2 separate regions of the Oryctolagus cuniculus genome follow, and region 1 is linked to region 2. A link is a contact called in public Hi-C data. All regions are on one chromosome and are shown on one strand. The core of a region is the stretch at or near the end of the contact, and the rest is flanking DNA. Distances in the headings are between cores, read along the strand shown. Region 1 overlaps HLCS (holocarboxylase synthetase). Region 2 overlaps HLCS (holocarboxylase synthetase).

Region 1 (6,577 bases), core at 2,673-5,172, 160 kb before region 2:
TTCTGTCTTTTCTTCTCTGCCTTTCACACAAATTAATAAACAGGGACCTCCCCTCCCCTCCCCTCCCCTCCCCGCCCCTGCCCTGCCCTCCCCTCTCCTCTTCTCTCTCTCTCTCTCTTTCTCTGTCATTATCCCTTTCAAACAAACAAATAAATAAATGGTTTGTTCTTAAAAAGATGCAGAGAAGAGGGGAGGTGCAGGGACCAGGGTGGAAGGGAGGGTGCAGCAGCCCCGCAGGGACTTTGCAAACAGGAGCAGGTGGCCCCCAGTGAGCTGTGGAGGCCATGGAGAGCCATGGAACGAGGCTGTCTCTGGTCTGCGGGCAGTGGTCATGATCTGTGTGCTGATGGTGACATCTAGCTAGGGACAAGTTGGGGCCCAAGTGAAGGCCACAAGAAAAGTGAGCTATACCTGACCGGGGCCTATGCCAGTCGTTCAGGGAAACAATAAACCCACAAAGTCAACGTCGCATCTCAGAGAAGGGACTGAGACAGGCGACTGTGGATCTGGGAGAACTTTGGTGGCAGCCTCCTAAGGAGGACGGAGGCCCCTCGAGACCCCCACCCGACCCCCAACCCCGCACCACTGAGGGCAAGCTTCCCACCTCCCTCCAGTCCATCTGCCCCCAGTGCCTGGCACAGCATCCCACCAGGCTAATGAGTGAGGCTACAAGGTCAAAATCAAAGCCATGAACAAGCTCAACACACTCATTTAACATTTTAGATTCACTATGTGCATTAAAATGTACTTCAAGAAGTTGGTGGAAATGGATTTAAAAGATACGTTTACTTTGGTGCAAAAAAACAGGAATGCAGGCACAGTTTTTTCATAATATGCATTTCCGTGAACTGTGTGAAGACCTCTCGGAATGCATGGATCTCAACATTCCTTTGCACCAAAACAAACATCTTTTAATTCCATTTCCCGCCAACAGTATGCTTGCATTTTCCTGTCGCTAGCGTTAAAAATAGCTTCTCCAGCGACAGAACTTCGCATTGTTAACAGCTTCCTGTGAATCGGAGTGGCCAGCTCAGGGGCTGCGGACCAGCACTGGGTGTCCTACAGCAAGCGAGGGCCGTGCCTGGCAGTAAGTGTCCGTGACAGTGACTTCTGGAATTTCCGGGAACATGGACTGCGGGGTTGTCTGTGTCTGTGGAACACAGAGAGGCACACGCACACACAGGGAACATGAGGCTGTGCCATGTGGGGAGGATTTGAACACCAAGGACGGACTCCTGAGTCTCCTTTGAGCTCTGTGCTCTTAACATCTTGCTTCAGGATTCAATATAATCTTTTCTTTTTTTTAAAAGTTTTACATGGCAGCTATAGGTGGTGGGAGGCAGGGGAGGAATCCCTTTTTCATATCCACGTGAGATTCTTCCAGGAGCCTTTTGTGTATGTGTGGGATGCACGGGGAGCAGAGCTCAAATATGGAAGAAAAGGCTTCTTTTTTTTTTTTTTTTTTTTTTTGACAGGCAGAGTGGACAGTGAGAGAGAGAGACAGAGAGAAAGGTCTTCCTTTGCCGTTGGTTCACCCTCCAATGGCCGCTGTGGCCGGCGCACCACACTGATCCGATGGCAGGAGCCAGGTACTTCCTCCTGGTCTCCCATGCGGGTGCAGGGCCCAAGCACTTGGGCCATCCTCCACTGCACTCCCTGGCCACAGCAGAGAGCTGGCCTGGAAGAGGAGCAACCGGGATAGAATCCGGCGCCCCGACCGGGACTAGAACCCGGCGTGCCGGCACCGCAAGGTGGAGGATTAGCCTAGTGAGCCACGGCGCTGGCTCTTTCTCTTCTTAAAGACTTATTTATTTATTTGAAGGGCAGAGTTACAGAGAAGGACAGAAAGAGAGAGAGAAAAAGAGAGAGAGATCTTCCATCTGCCCATTCATTCCACAAATGGCTGCAACAGCTTGGGCTAGTCCAGGCTGAAGCCAGGAGTCAGGAGTGTCTTCCAGGTCTCCCACATGGGTGAAGGGGCCCAAGGATTTGGGCCTACTGCTTTCCCAAGTGCATTAGCAGGAAGCTGACAGCTGGGACATGAACCAGCACTCATAGAGGATGCTGGCACTGCAGGTGGCAGCTTAACCAGCCACGCCACAGCGCCAGCCCCTCTTCTTAATGACTGACACCAAATCATCTGGCAGTGATAATGGTGCAGGCACATCTCTCCTGACAGCTGGGGACGAGGGTCCCAAACAGCCCAGGATGTTGAACGTGGTCAACCGCAGACAAAGTCTGAGGAGCACAGACTACAGGATTTAGATAAGGTCAGAAATGGGAAGGATTTTGGGGTCTCTAAAATAAGACATTCAACAGAAAACACAAACAGCTCCCATCCACTCCGACACCCAAGAATCATCCAAAGTTGTAAAAGGTGTGTCCTTATCAGGGTATCTGAGAATCAGGAGACCCAGGGATCCGGTGACCCCGAGGCAGCAGTGGCACCTGGGGGCGTTCTCACAACGCCAACAGCACTTGGCCGCCAGCTCTGGCGAGGGCAGGTAGAGGCTCAGTCCCACCGAGCGACCAAGCGGACATGGGCTCCACACACAAACGAGCCGGATCCTGCACGTTTCCAGGAGGCAGTGACTGTCCGCGGTACTCACCTGATACTCGGGGATGGCCCTGACCGCTTCCACGACGGCCAGCGACATCAGATGCTGCACGAAGGGGATCCTCTGTCCCAGCGGGGACCTCAGCGGGATGGAGACCAGCAGCGTGGAAAGGGCGCATCCCGCGGGGCTCAGCCAAGCATTGCGTCCTCGCCCTGCAACACAGGCCCTGCTGGTCACAGGGACGGCCTCGGCCGCGTGCACAGGACAGCCCTCCCACCGGAATCCGCCTGCACTTCTTACAGTTACTGTGGGGCTACTGGGCTTGACTCAGGAGGAGAAAAGCGACTCAAAACTGGAGGGTCTGTGGCCGAGGAGGTTTCCAATAATTAGCACCACGTCCGCTCTCTGTGGCCCACCGTTCACGCTGCGATGATTCGCGGCCTCACAGTGTGTATCACTCTAAGCTTCATACTCGCCACAGGGCCGTGCAGGCGACAACAGAGTGGCTGGGAAACCACAGTGAACCTATACCGACCCACGCCAAGTTCTGGGAACTATATTTTAGAGGTGCCCCCTCTGGCATAGCCTGGCAAATGTATTAGAAACCATAGCTGCACACCCTAAATGGAGAAATTGTCTGGCACATGGATTACGTTTCAGTAAAACTGTTTAAAGGGAAAAAAAAAAAAAAAAAAAGATCCCGGCTTCCTGCACCCTGGGAAGCAGCAGGGGATGGCCTAAGTACCTGGGCCCCTGCCACCCACATTGGAGACCCGGATGGAGTTCCTGGCTCCAGGCTTTGGCCTGGCCCAACCCCAGCTGTTGCCGGGATTTGGCAAGTAAACCAGCGCATGAAAGGTCTCTCTCTTTCTCTTTGTTTCTGTTTCTCTGCCTTTCAAATTAAAAATGAAAATAAATAAATGGAAAAGGAGTTTTTCAAAAAGATCCCTCATATTAACTCGGTAAGTTGTTCCTTTTCCTGAAGCAGAATTCAGGAAAATAAAACAATCAAAATGAGAGGTACACTTAATTGAAGTCCGTACTGAGTCCCATAGCTTTTGATAAAATGAATTTCTTTTTTCTCTTTGACTTATGTTCCAAAGACAGATCCAAGGGAAAGAATTGGGAAACAGTAGATTCCTTATTTCTTTGCTTCCTTTGAGAAAAACCACAGGAGCCTCCAAGAGCTAAAAAGTACACGTGGGTTGCCCTGGTGCTGCCGGCTGGGGGCAGGGGCCAGCCATCCGCCGGGTCCCACCAGGTGCCCCTGCACAGACCGGGGAAGGAACTGCTCCAGGCCAGGCCCTAGGTGGGTGTTGGGAGGACCTGGGCTCTCAGCTCCAGCGCCTGCAGGTGTGTACACCCTGAGCGGTGCTCTGCTTTCCTTCCGGGTCAGTCTGTGGATGGGCACTGCACGTGCAGCGGGGGTGGGGCCTGGCAAGCCACAGGCTCCTCCTGTGACAGCCAGCACAGGCCCGGGAGGCACCTCCTGGGGAACCTCCAGAAAGGAAATGCCCTGAGAACACAGCCACGAGCCAGTGTGCGAGGGAGGAGAACGTCCAAGTTGTAGGGAAGCGGGTGTGCCAGCCACCACGGGCGAATGTCAAGTGACTGACAGGCACCATCCTCCAAGAGAAAGCCTTCACTGTGCCCAGGCTGCACCTGCCCAGTCGCCGTTTCCTGCCCTCTCCCTACGTCCCAGGAAGTCATGGAAACAGAGTCCAAGCCCCAGCTGCTGCGCCCGAGCGTCACAGATTCCAGGAGAGAAGAGTTAACGGCAACGTCACGAACGATGACTGACCTTTGCCCTGGGTTTGCCGGACCGCGATGGCTATTAAACCCATTTCCGGTGGCATCTCAAACATCAACCTGCAAATGAGGGGAAAGACCGGTCAGCCAGAACCGCCAGAACAGGACACAGGCGCTCAGACAGGAGGGGGCCGGCATCTGCGTTCACCTGCGGGGCTGTGGCCAGGGAAGAGCCCGCTTCCCGCTCCAACCCTGGGCAGAAAAGCAAGGCCAGGAGGGACAGTCCCTCTCCCGGGGGACGCCCCTGTGGTGAGAATCCTTGCAAAAGGGTGAACCAAAAAGGCGGGGGAGGAGAGCGTGGCAGGTGTACCTGCCTGAGCTTTATCCCGTTTACCTAAGGCTGGGTTCGTTGACATTTCCCCAGAACATCTTATCAAGGTCCCCCTTCTTCGAGTGACAACCTAGCAATCGCCAACATTTGTTCCTACTTACGGTGCGTTTCTGTTCAAACGGCCAAAATCCAATCGCCACAGAAGTTTCTGATTACTCAGAAAGCCAATATGGTGGCAATAAAGCCGTTTAAAAGACACACTATCCCCTGAGAACTAATTATGCCTTAACTCTCGTAAATAAATCCACACCTTCTGAGAACTACGGACAGCATCACTGCAGGCTGCGGGTCTGCTTTTAAAACGGTTTCATTTAAAAGAACACAAAGTTCCCTGCGGGGGAGAGGTACGGATGGGCTGCATCTCCACAGACTTCTTCTCTGTACCGGGGAAAAACACCCCAAACCCTCACTGGGAACCGTCTCCAAGTTCCACCGCACCTATTTTAACTCGGTGCGGGGACAGCTTCCTCCGGGGTCCCGGCGGTTCCTGATCGGGGATAGAGCACACGCAGTGCCTGGTAGCACTGATTAAACACAGCCCGAGCCCGAGTCAGGTTCCCTCACTTGTCGGTGCAGCTGGAAGGGCCCCTTTGGAAGGGGCGTGGCAGGGGCCGGGGCCAGGGCCGGAGTGGGGGGGTGAGGACGGCCTGGAATTTTGCATTCACCAGAGCTTCCACTACAGGGTTTGGAGTGTTCCACAGCATGGGGGACGTTAAAGGAGCAACCCGGCTCTCTTCCACGCTCAAGGAAGCGGGTGGACCTTCATAAATAGCTGGAGCTCCCAGCAACAGAAGAGCAGAGACAAGCTACACAGTGCCCCCTGCACACCGCAGGCTCACGGAGCTCTGTCTGCCCCTGCATGAGGGGCACAGTTAGGAAAGCAGAGCCCCGAGGGTCCCTGATGGGTGAAGAAGGTCGTGCAGGGCTGTGCTGGTGGGACGGTCGTCTCCCCACTCCCCAGCCCCGGCTGCTGCAGCAGGCATGGGGCACTCCGGGCAAGCCGTCCGTGTGCCAGTCCCTCTTCCATCGTGCATGAAATACAGCCCAGGACGTATTTCTCTTGGACACTGTGAATGACTCATTGAGATGGGGTGTGCCCATGCTTCGCTGGGCCCCGAGAATAAAGCGTCCCTTTCTTGTGCCGGCCCGGCAGCAAGGCCTGAGAAGGATTCTTTGTCCACGCTGGGAGCTAACATTGTCTTCCAGGAGTGCTTGCTCCCCAAAGGCCGGGGGCGGGGGGCTGTAAGGGGCGCACGCTGGGAGCAGACTGCAGGCCATCTAGGATGTTCTTTAAATAAACATGGAGGCAGCAGACAGTCAAAGGCTGGAGCCAGGGATGGAGATGGCGATGGCGGGAGGGGTGGGGGACGCAGGAAAAGCGTGGGTTCGGAAACCAAACACAGACTCGGAGAACAAAGAGAAATGATTAACGGAACACGTGCGCTAAACTGCTGGCGGCTCAGGGCAGCAGCTCCCAGGGCATATTAATCAGCAGAGCGAGTCTGCGCTGCCCAAGGCCGAGAGGGGATTTCTGCACAGAGGGAGCCGGGAGACGCCCGGGCGAGGAAGGGGCTCGGCTCAGTTTGAGACAACTGGAGGCCGCCAGATTTATTCGTGCCATCTGAGATAACTCTGGGGGCTCAGCCCGACCACAAAGGCACATTCAGGAACTCTGTGAATTTCGCGTTTCTGAGTACCAAGCGAAGCTGCGCCCGCTTGCGTTAGTAGGAGGCAACCACCAGGCTCGTCCTCCAGGGGCTCGGCAAGGCTGCTCACGCCACAGAGCAAAGAACGACCCCTGGTTCACCTCCCTGCCTCTGTACATTTCCTTTCCTCACTGGCCCAGGCTGAGGACACACAGGCTCCCAGGTCCGGGCTG
Region 2 (7,373 bases), core at 2,653-5,152:
GTGGGAAAATTGAACAAATAGGTAAGTTTATTTAGGTCAAAAAAGTTCCGACTGCAGGCACAGTGAGTACACGTCCCACGAGTTTTCTGAAGACCCCTCTTATGTATGGCTTTCAAAAATTTCTGCACCCAAACTTATCTTTTAATTCCATATTCCACAACCTTTTTGAAGTTCTTCATCGACCTTCACATATAACTAAACGTGTGTGTATTCACAGGATTCAAATAGAAAAAAAAACACATCTACCAACTAAAAAATTATCAATTAAAACAAATACTGTTAATGACCCTGTTTTGAATGGTTTCACTTGTAGACAGGCTTCTCAGTTGATGAATCAGGTTTAGGCTCTAGCTTTTTTTATGTTTATCTCCAATGACCGACAGGAACCAAAATTACAAGCTTTTCTACCAGCATTTCTTTACTTTAAAAATTTAATTGACAAATAGAAATCGTGTATGTGAGAGGATTTCAAAAAGTTGGTGAAAATGGAGCTAAAGGTAATTTTATTTAGGTGCAAAAGTATTTGGAAGCCTGTGCACATTTCTTCCTAATACGCATTCCCCACGAACTTCTAGAAGGCCCTGTGTATTCAAGGTGTACAACACGATGTTTTGATGTACATATACACTGTGGAATGACGACTCCGATATTTCTAAAATAGATTATATTTTAAAACGAGAGCCTGAAAACATTTCAAGAAAGAAAAACAAGAACACCCACAGGACAAGCAGAAGGATTCTACAGACTGTACCAGAAACAGGCGGGGGCTGGAAAGCGAGGGCGAAGCGACGCATAGGCAGCTGCGGGCTGAAACAACGGCAAAACCAAGGAAGCAGAGAACGCTCAGCAGAAGGGAGCCTCCTCTTCCTGTCTGTGATGCACGGACAGACAGACCCCAGCTGCTTTTCCACGGAGGCCACTGCCTGGCAAGGACCCTGTCCCCCTGCCAATCCCAGACGCAGCAACGGCAGCCCCCAGCACCCCAAGTTGCCCCGATCCTCCCAGCTCAGGGCAGGGACACGGAGGATTGCCATCAGGGCTGAAGCCTCCGAGTCGTTGCAAACGGATTTCTAAGGGGCAGCTCGCTTCTCAGGGCGGCACTGTCACGTTACCGGCAAGAATGGTGCGAAACGTGCTCCCGGCTCCAACACACAGCCAGCCCAGAACTGAGGCAGACCCCGACCCGCTAGCTCCGTCAGTGTCGGCAGGGAGAAGGACGCTTACACGGCTTTCCCCCACAGTGGGCGCCCACCACCAGGCCCCCTGGGGTCCCCGGCCCCTGTTCTGCACCTCATCACGGGGAGCCCTTTGATCATGCCCTCAAGCAACCCGCTACTCGCGCCGCTCGCTCCCTGGGATGTATTTTTTTGGACTTGGGAGACAAAAGTCTGCTCTTAAGAATGTTCCAAGGCTTCCAGAGCCGGCTTCGACCGCCCTCCCCGGGAGGCAGCGCCATGATCCACACCCTCACACATGGCAGCGATTAGGGGCTGGTGCCGAAGACGGAAAGCATTTGGTCTTGCAGGGCTTTTTATTCCAAAAGAGCCTGTTTCCCATCCACAAATTTGTGACTGCATAAACGGTAGATATAAATAGTCTGGGAAATACAAGCACTCCTCCTGGACTGGGTGCCACCCCACGGAGGATGCTCCGTCCGGCTGCCAGCCCTGGTCACCCCATCCCGGGGCCAGGCAGCCAACGCCGCAGCCCACAGAAATCACAGGTCACAGCAAAACCCGTGAAAAGGGAAAAGCCAGGCGGAGTTGTGTGGGTCCCCGACTCCCGCCAGCATTTTCCCGGTCTCTGCCTTGACTTCAACCCTGAAAGATCGACCCCCCACAGAAACTGCTAGAAACAAGACTCCAATAGCAAGACAGGGCACACGGCAGCTGAAAAGCCACCTCCTCCCGAAAGCACTAATTTCTAAAAGGGAGCTAAGGAAAACACCCGGCTATTATTTCTCTCGCATTTCCACGTCAAGACTCCTCATGTCACCTTTTGCTGTGGGTATTACGTTTGATAACAGGAAATCAGTCAGAATGAACAAAACATTTCCAGTGTAGGTGAAGGGGAGAAAGAAAGGAGAGAGAGAGGTACGTATATGAAAGACCCTTTAAAACATGCATAGCTGTAAAAGCTTTTAAATGTGTGCTTTAATCTGCCAGCTGCTCTCGGCCGGCCCCGTCCCGTAAAACGCAGCCACCAGACCTCCGCAGCCGCGTGTCAAACGCTACTCAGCGTGCACCTGGAACTCTGACGCTCCCATCTCCAGAAAGTATTCTTTTAACGGCGTTTTACAATAACGCTAGAAGTGTCTTTCTCGCTGTACATTCAAGATTCAAAGCAAGGATTAAAGGTGCGAGAAGGGGAGGAGTCCGTGTCAAATACCTTGCTGGGGGAAAAAAAAGGCAAGCAAAGACTTCTTTTACAGTGCAGAATTCTAATGAGAACTTGTTAGAAAAATCACGACATGTTGTACAGCCCACTGTCCTATTCCCAGCGGTAAGGAGCGAGCTTGCCAGGCCCCAGGCCACAGGGTCGGGGCCACCGTGAGACCCCGACTCACATAAGGGGCTCCGCTGAGTCTAGGGCACGCCACAACTGTGGGAAATTATCTCTTGCTTCCCAGAAGGCATTGCAGCGAGGCCTTGTGCCTAGTAGGCACTCAGATGTCCGCTCAGTGCAGGGGTGGGTGAGAGGAGGAGGAGTATGAGCCATGTGGACTGACTTAGTCCATGTTTCTTCATAAAGCAATCGATGTCACTGGTGCATACATCAGAACGGCAGGGTGCACACCCTAGATACAGACAATAAAAAGTCAACGTGTAAAAAAGTAATTCCCTGAGTAGTAGAGGCTAAGCCTGGAGCTTCTTCCACCCGTTTACAAACACCAAAGCGATTCTCACCAGCGATATCGTTTTTGAGGGAGTGAGGAATAAAAAGGTTTCACAGTAAATAATTTTAGGCGGAATCAAACTGAAAAGTGAAAACTCGTTTTTAAGTATATATTATTCATCCCCAAACTCCCACGCTACCAACACCGCGCACACACGCCCCGTGGTGATTTTGCCCCCTTACTTTAATAACAAACTCGGTTGTCACTTCTTGTTACGCTCACACATCCTGACCCCGCGGGGAGAGTAACCAGACACCCTCTCGCAGGGCTCCTGCCAAAAGGCCGCCGCTGCTACTTCTCAGGCCGCCTACCCCGCGCCCAGAAGGATCCCAGGCTTCTTCGTTTGGGAAAAAAAGATGGTGCTCCCCAGATCCAGGGTGGGAAACCCCCCGGCTGAAGGGGCTGCCACGTGACAGTCACCTGCCTTCCTGAGGTGGGGGACCTCCCACCCTGTTCTGGCTCTGGCAGGAGGCTCTGGGGGTGGGCGTCGGGGGAGCTGGCTCTATCCCCACTCACAGGTGTGGGGTCCCAGAATCCTGCGGCCCCTCTCCAAGAGAACTTCTCCTGCCCTCTTCCCTTCGCCACGTGTCTGGCAGAGGTAAAAACGGAAATGGAAGCCAGCGCCCCAGAGGCAAGAAAGTCTTCACCAGGAAAAAACTGTGTTCCTTCCACAAAACTAACCCTTACAGAAAATAAAACCCATGAACATTTGCTACGAAATATCAAGTATTTTTTCCTGAGTTCTTCAAGAGAAACGACTGTGGTTTTTGTTTTTGTTTTGTTTTGTTTTGTTTTCCATAAAAATCAGTGTCTCCCACCAATACCCCGGAGCTCTCCCACCCAGGATGGTGTGCTCCTGCTAACTTCCTGTCACCACCAACAGTGGGAGCTGGACCAGGCGGCCTCTGAGCAATCCTGCTCCATGACAGCTTGCGGTCAACCACGCAGTCCACCAGCCCCACCCCCACCCCCGACACCGGCAGAGAGGAAGCCCCAAGGGGAGGGGGCGGTCAGCTCACACTCACACCTGATGGTCCCAGCTGTCACACGCCACTGAGCCAGTCAAAGCGGCTGACCCGCAAAGCGAAACCTCTTAAATGTAGAGGTCAAAAACGACATTCCACTCTTGTAACCTTCAAGTTTTAGCCACCTTCAAAAACCCAATGGCCTAGTGTAATCTTTCGGTTTTTAATAACTGGCCTGGCTCATTATATAACTAATATGCTCATCACAGAAAACAGGTCCAATACACAAAAGGTTTCCCAAGATCTCTATTAAAATCATCTAAAAGCCCACCGCCTGACATGCGCCCTCCACACAGGACTCACGCATGTGTGCATGTATGTGCGTGTGGGGCATGTGCTCTGCAGGTCAGCGTGTGACGGCCGTGTGGAGCCCTCTGTGTCCGTCCTGGCCCTGAGGTTAGGCTGCACGTGGAGACCGAGGCTGGAGAGCCCAGCTTGGCCACCGGGCCTGCACCCAGCAAAGCTTTGCTTCCTCCTGTTGCTGTGCCTGGGGACACGCCCGGAGTCACCCACGACTGGGTTTTCGTGTGGGGATTACATGCTACCGTGGTGTCTGGGTGTCGCTGAAGGTGGCCTCGGGCAAATGCTGAGGACCCGTGGTCCCTGGGGGCTGTTGTTCCCTACTGGGCGGGCCACGCCGTTCCCCAATCCTCCCTTGTAACAGAGACGCACACGGGAGCTTCATAAATCTTCTGTGCCGTTCCCCATAAAGCGCAAGTGTCAAGGCACCCAAGTGCATAAACACAGCTGGTCTGCAGTGAAACTATTTAGATAACTGGTGTATTTATTTTGTTCTTTCATATCCCATACCGTAACAAGACCCAGTACACCGCGAATGTCGAGTGAAAGACGAGTGTTATTGACTGTGACATTGAAATAATTTCTACAGGCCCCCAAAGAAAGTGTCACCAATATAATGGGAAACTACCAAAGCACACTACGCGAAATTGATATAGAAAGAAACAAATGCAAACTCTGAATCACTTCAGAGTTCTAGGGGCTGGTGCACCAGGCAGCCTAGCTCAGCAGCGACACCTGCTGGTGCGAGGTCGCAGCTCCCCCGCCGTGGAGCACAGCCCAGGAAGCCGGAAGCCAAGAGGCAGCGGCACAGAGGCTAAGACCACCACAGTCAGCAAGCGCCTATCTTCAAAGCCGTGTGCACGGAAACCCTCCGGGAACCTGAACCTCAGGAGAACCTGAGACCTTGAATTCTGACATTTCCTTCCACCACGGATTCGGGTTTTCTAAGTAGAGCAATAAACAATAAGAAATGGATGGGGGGTGGGGGGTGAGCGCTGTGGTGCAGCAGGCAAAGCCACTGCCTGTGATGCCAGCATCCCAAATGGGCACCAGTTCGAGTCCCAGCTGCTCTGCTTCTGATCTCGCTCCCTGCTGATGGTCCGGGAAACCAGCAGAAGATGGCTTGGCCAAGTGCTTGGGCCCCTGCACCCACGTGGGAAACCTAGAAGAAGCTCCTGGCTTCGGATCTGCCCAGCTCCGGTCATTGTGGTCATTTGGGGAAAGGAAATGAATATGTATAATTCTAAGCCGGACCAAAAAGAAAAACATGTTTTCTCATATTTGGGGTAGTTACTACACAGAGCCATACTAGTATAGTTTTCATTATCTATGATTATTTTTGAATTGACTGTATGTGAGTGAAATGGGCATCTTTTCATTGGATTATGGTTTACTGCCCTTGCCTATAGTTCCCTCTGAATTACAGTCTTTTTACTTTTTATTTGTTGAACTCTTTATCTAGTGGAGCATTAAGCCTCTGACCATTATGTAAATTAAAAGCATATTAACTCAAAAATTAAAAAAGAAGGAAAGCATCACTATACTTTTGTACCTACGGACTACACTGAATCTGTTCTCTTTGCAGTCATGTAACATTAACACGAGAACTGTGTCGCAGTAATTTGCTGTAACCAAGACTCTCATGTAGCAATAAATTCCTAAAAAATGAATATGAATATGTACAACAATTCATGCATTCAGCTCCTTAAGCTCCGCAAGTAAAATATAATTCAATAACAAAAAGCGACTGAGGTGCGAGCATTTGGCGCATTTTGCTACTTGGGACACCTGCGTTGCATGCTGGAGTGCCTGGACTGGGGCTCTGGCCCTGCTGCGGATTCTAGCTTCCCACATACACCTGGGAGGTAGCAGGTGATGGCTCCAGTACTGGGTCTCTGCCACCCACGTGGAAGACTTGGGTTGAATTCCTGGCCCCAACCTCAGCCTTGCCCAGCCCCAAATGTTGCCGGCATTCAGGGAATAAATCAGTGGGTGGGAGATCTCTCTCTCTCTCTCTCTCTCTCTCTCTCTCTCTCTCCCTCCCTCCCTCCCTCTCTCTCTTTCTTTTCTCTCACTCAAAAAAAAAATTTTTTTTTAAAAGAAAGAAAAACATTTTAAAAAGGAAAGAGCGATTGGGAAGAAGTCCACAGCACAGACATCCACAAAGACCAACAAGGTCAGGGACCCAGAACGAGAAGTCAGCATTTCTGAAAACTGTTCTTTTCCAAAACCATCATGTAATAAGGGGCTTACCAGGGCATGTTTGGGAATCTGTACACAGAACAGAAATGTGTCTTACTCATGTTCAACCACTTCATTCCCATGGTTCTTCTTTTTATATCGATTTATGCATTTATGGAAAGGCAGAGTTACAGAAAGAGAGGGTGAGACAGAGAGAGAGAGGTCTTCCATCTGCTGGTTCACTCCCCACTTGCCCACAATGGACAAGACTGGCCCAGGCTGAAGCCAGGGGACAGGAGAGTGATGCAGGTCTCCCACTTGGGTGGCGGGGGGCAATTATTTGAGTCATCACCACTATCTCCCAGGGTGTGCACTAGCAGGAAGCCAGAGCCAGGAGCCAGGAGCCAGGTATCAAATCCAGACATTCCAATAAGGGACAAGAGGGGTTGCCGCTATGGTGTGGCAGGTAAAGCCGCCACCTGCAGTGCCAGAACCCCGTATGGACTCTGGTTCTAGTCCCGGCTGCTCTACTTCTGATCCAGCTCTCTGCTATGGCCTGGGAAAGCAGTAGAAGAAGGACAAGTCCTTGGACCCCTACACCCACGTGGAAAAAACTCCTGGCTCCTGGCTTCGGATCGGCATGATTCCAGCCATTGTGGCCATTTAAGGAGTAAACCAGCAGATAGAAGACACTCTCTCTCTCTGCCTCTGCCTCTGCCTCTCTGTAACTCTGCCTTTCAAATAAATAAATAAATCTTTCAAAAAATAAATTTTAAGAAAATAAAAGTAAAAAAAATTAAGGGACATGGGAGCCCGAGCTGCATCCTGAGCCCTAGGCTAACTCCTGCCCTGGTGCGTGCTGTGACACAAGCAGACACAGAACGCAGAGCTCTGTCTAGCTATCCAGGTCATTCCCATCCTAAAGAATATACCCAAAGGTCAAGAGTTCCAATCTCCTGCTCACAGGAGAA

Evidence for each region. A called contact is a pair of places that touch in the nucleus more often than the background predicts.
Region 1: a Hi-C map of skin fibroblasts shows a contact between it and region 2, with 6 times the contacts expected there. The contact joins two enhancer-like sites. A contact is called at or near these places in 2 of 6 Hi-C or Micro-C datasets (psoas muscle and skin fibroblasts).

The regions. Positions count from the first base shown.
Region 1 is chr4:8,132,731-8,139,307 of mOryCun1.1, reverse strand. HLCS (holocarboxylase synthetase) reads right to left here. Exons shown (of 11, transcript XM_051833635.2): 7 at 4,360-4,427; 8 at 2,610-2,770. Among named protein-coding and RNA genes, the nearest start is that of SIM2, 58 kb to the left of the region's middle. Within about 2 kb of position 3,922, at least 2 of the 8 cell types and tissues checked have an H3K27ac peak or open chromatin away from gene starts, as enhancers often do.
Region 2 is chr4:7,975,585-7,982,957 of mOryCun1.1, reverse strand. All of the region lies in intron 5 of HLCS (holocarboxylase synthetase), which reads right to left. Among named protein-coding and RNA genes, the nearest start is that of HLCS, 51 kb to the right of the region's middle. Within about 2 kb of position 3,902, at least 1 of the 8 cell types and tissues checked has an H3K27ac peak or open chromatin away from gene starts, as enhancers often do.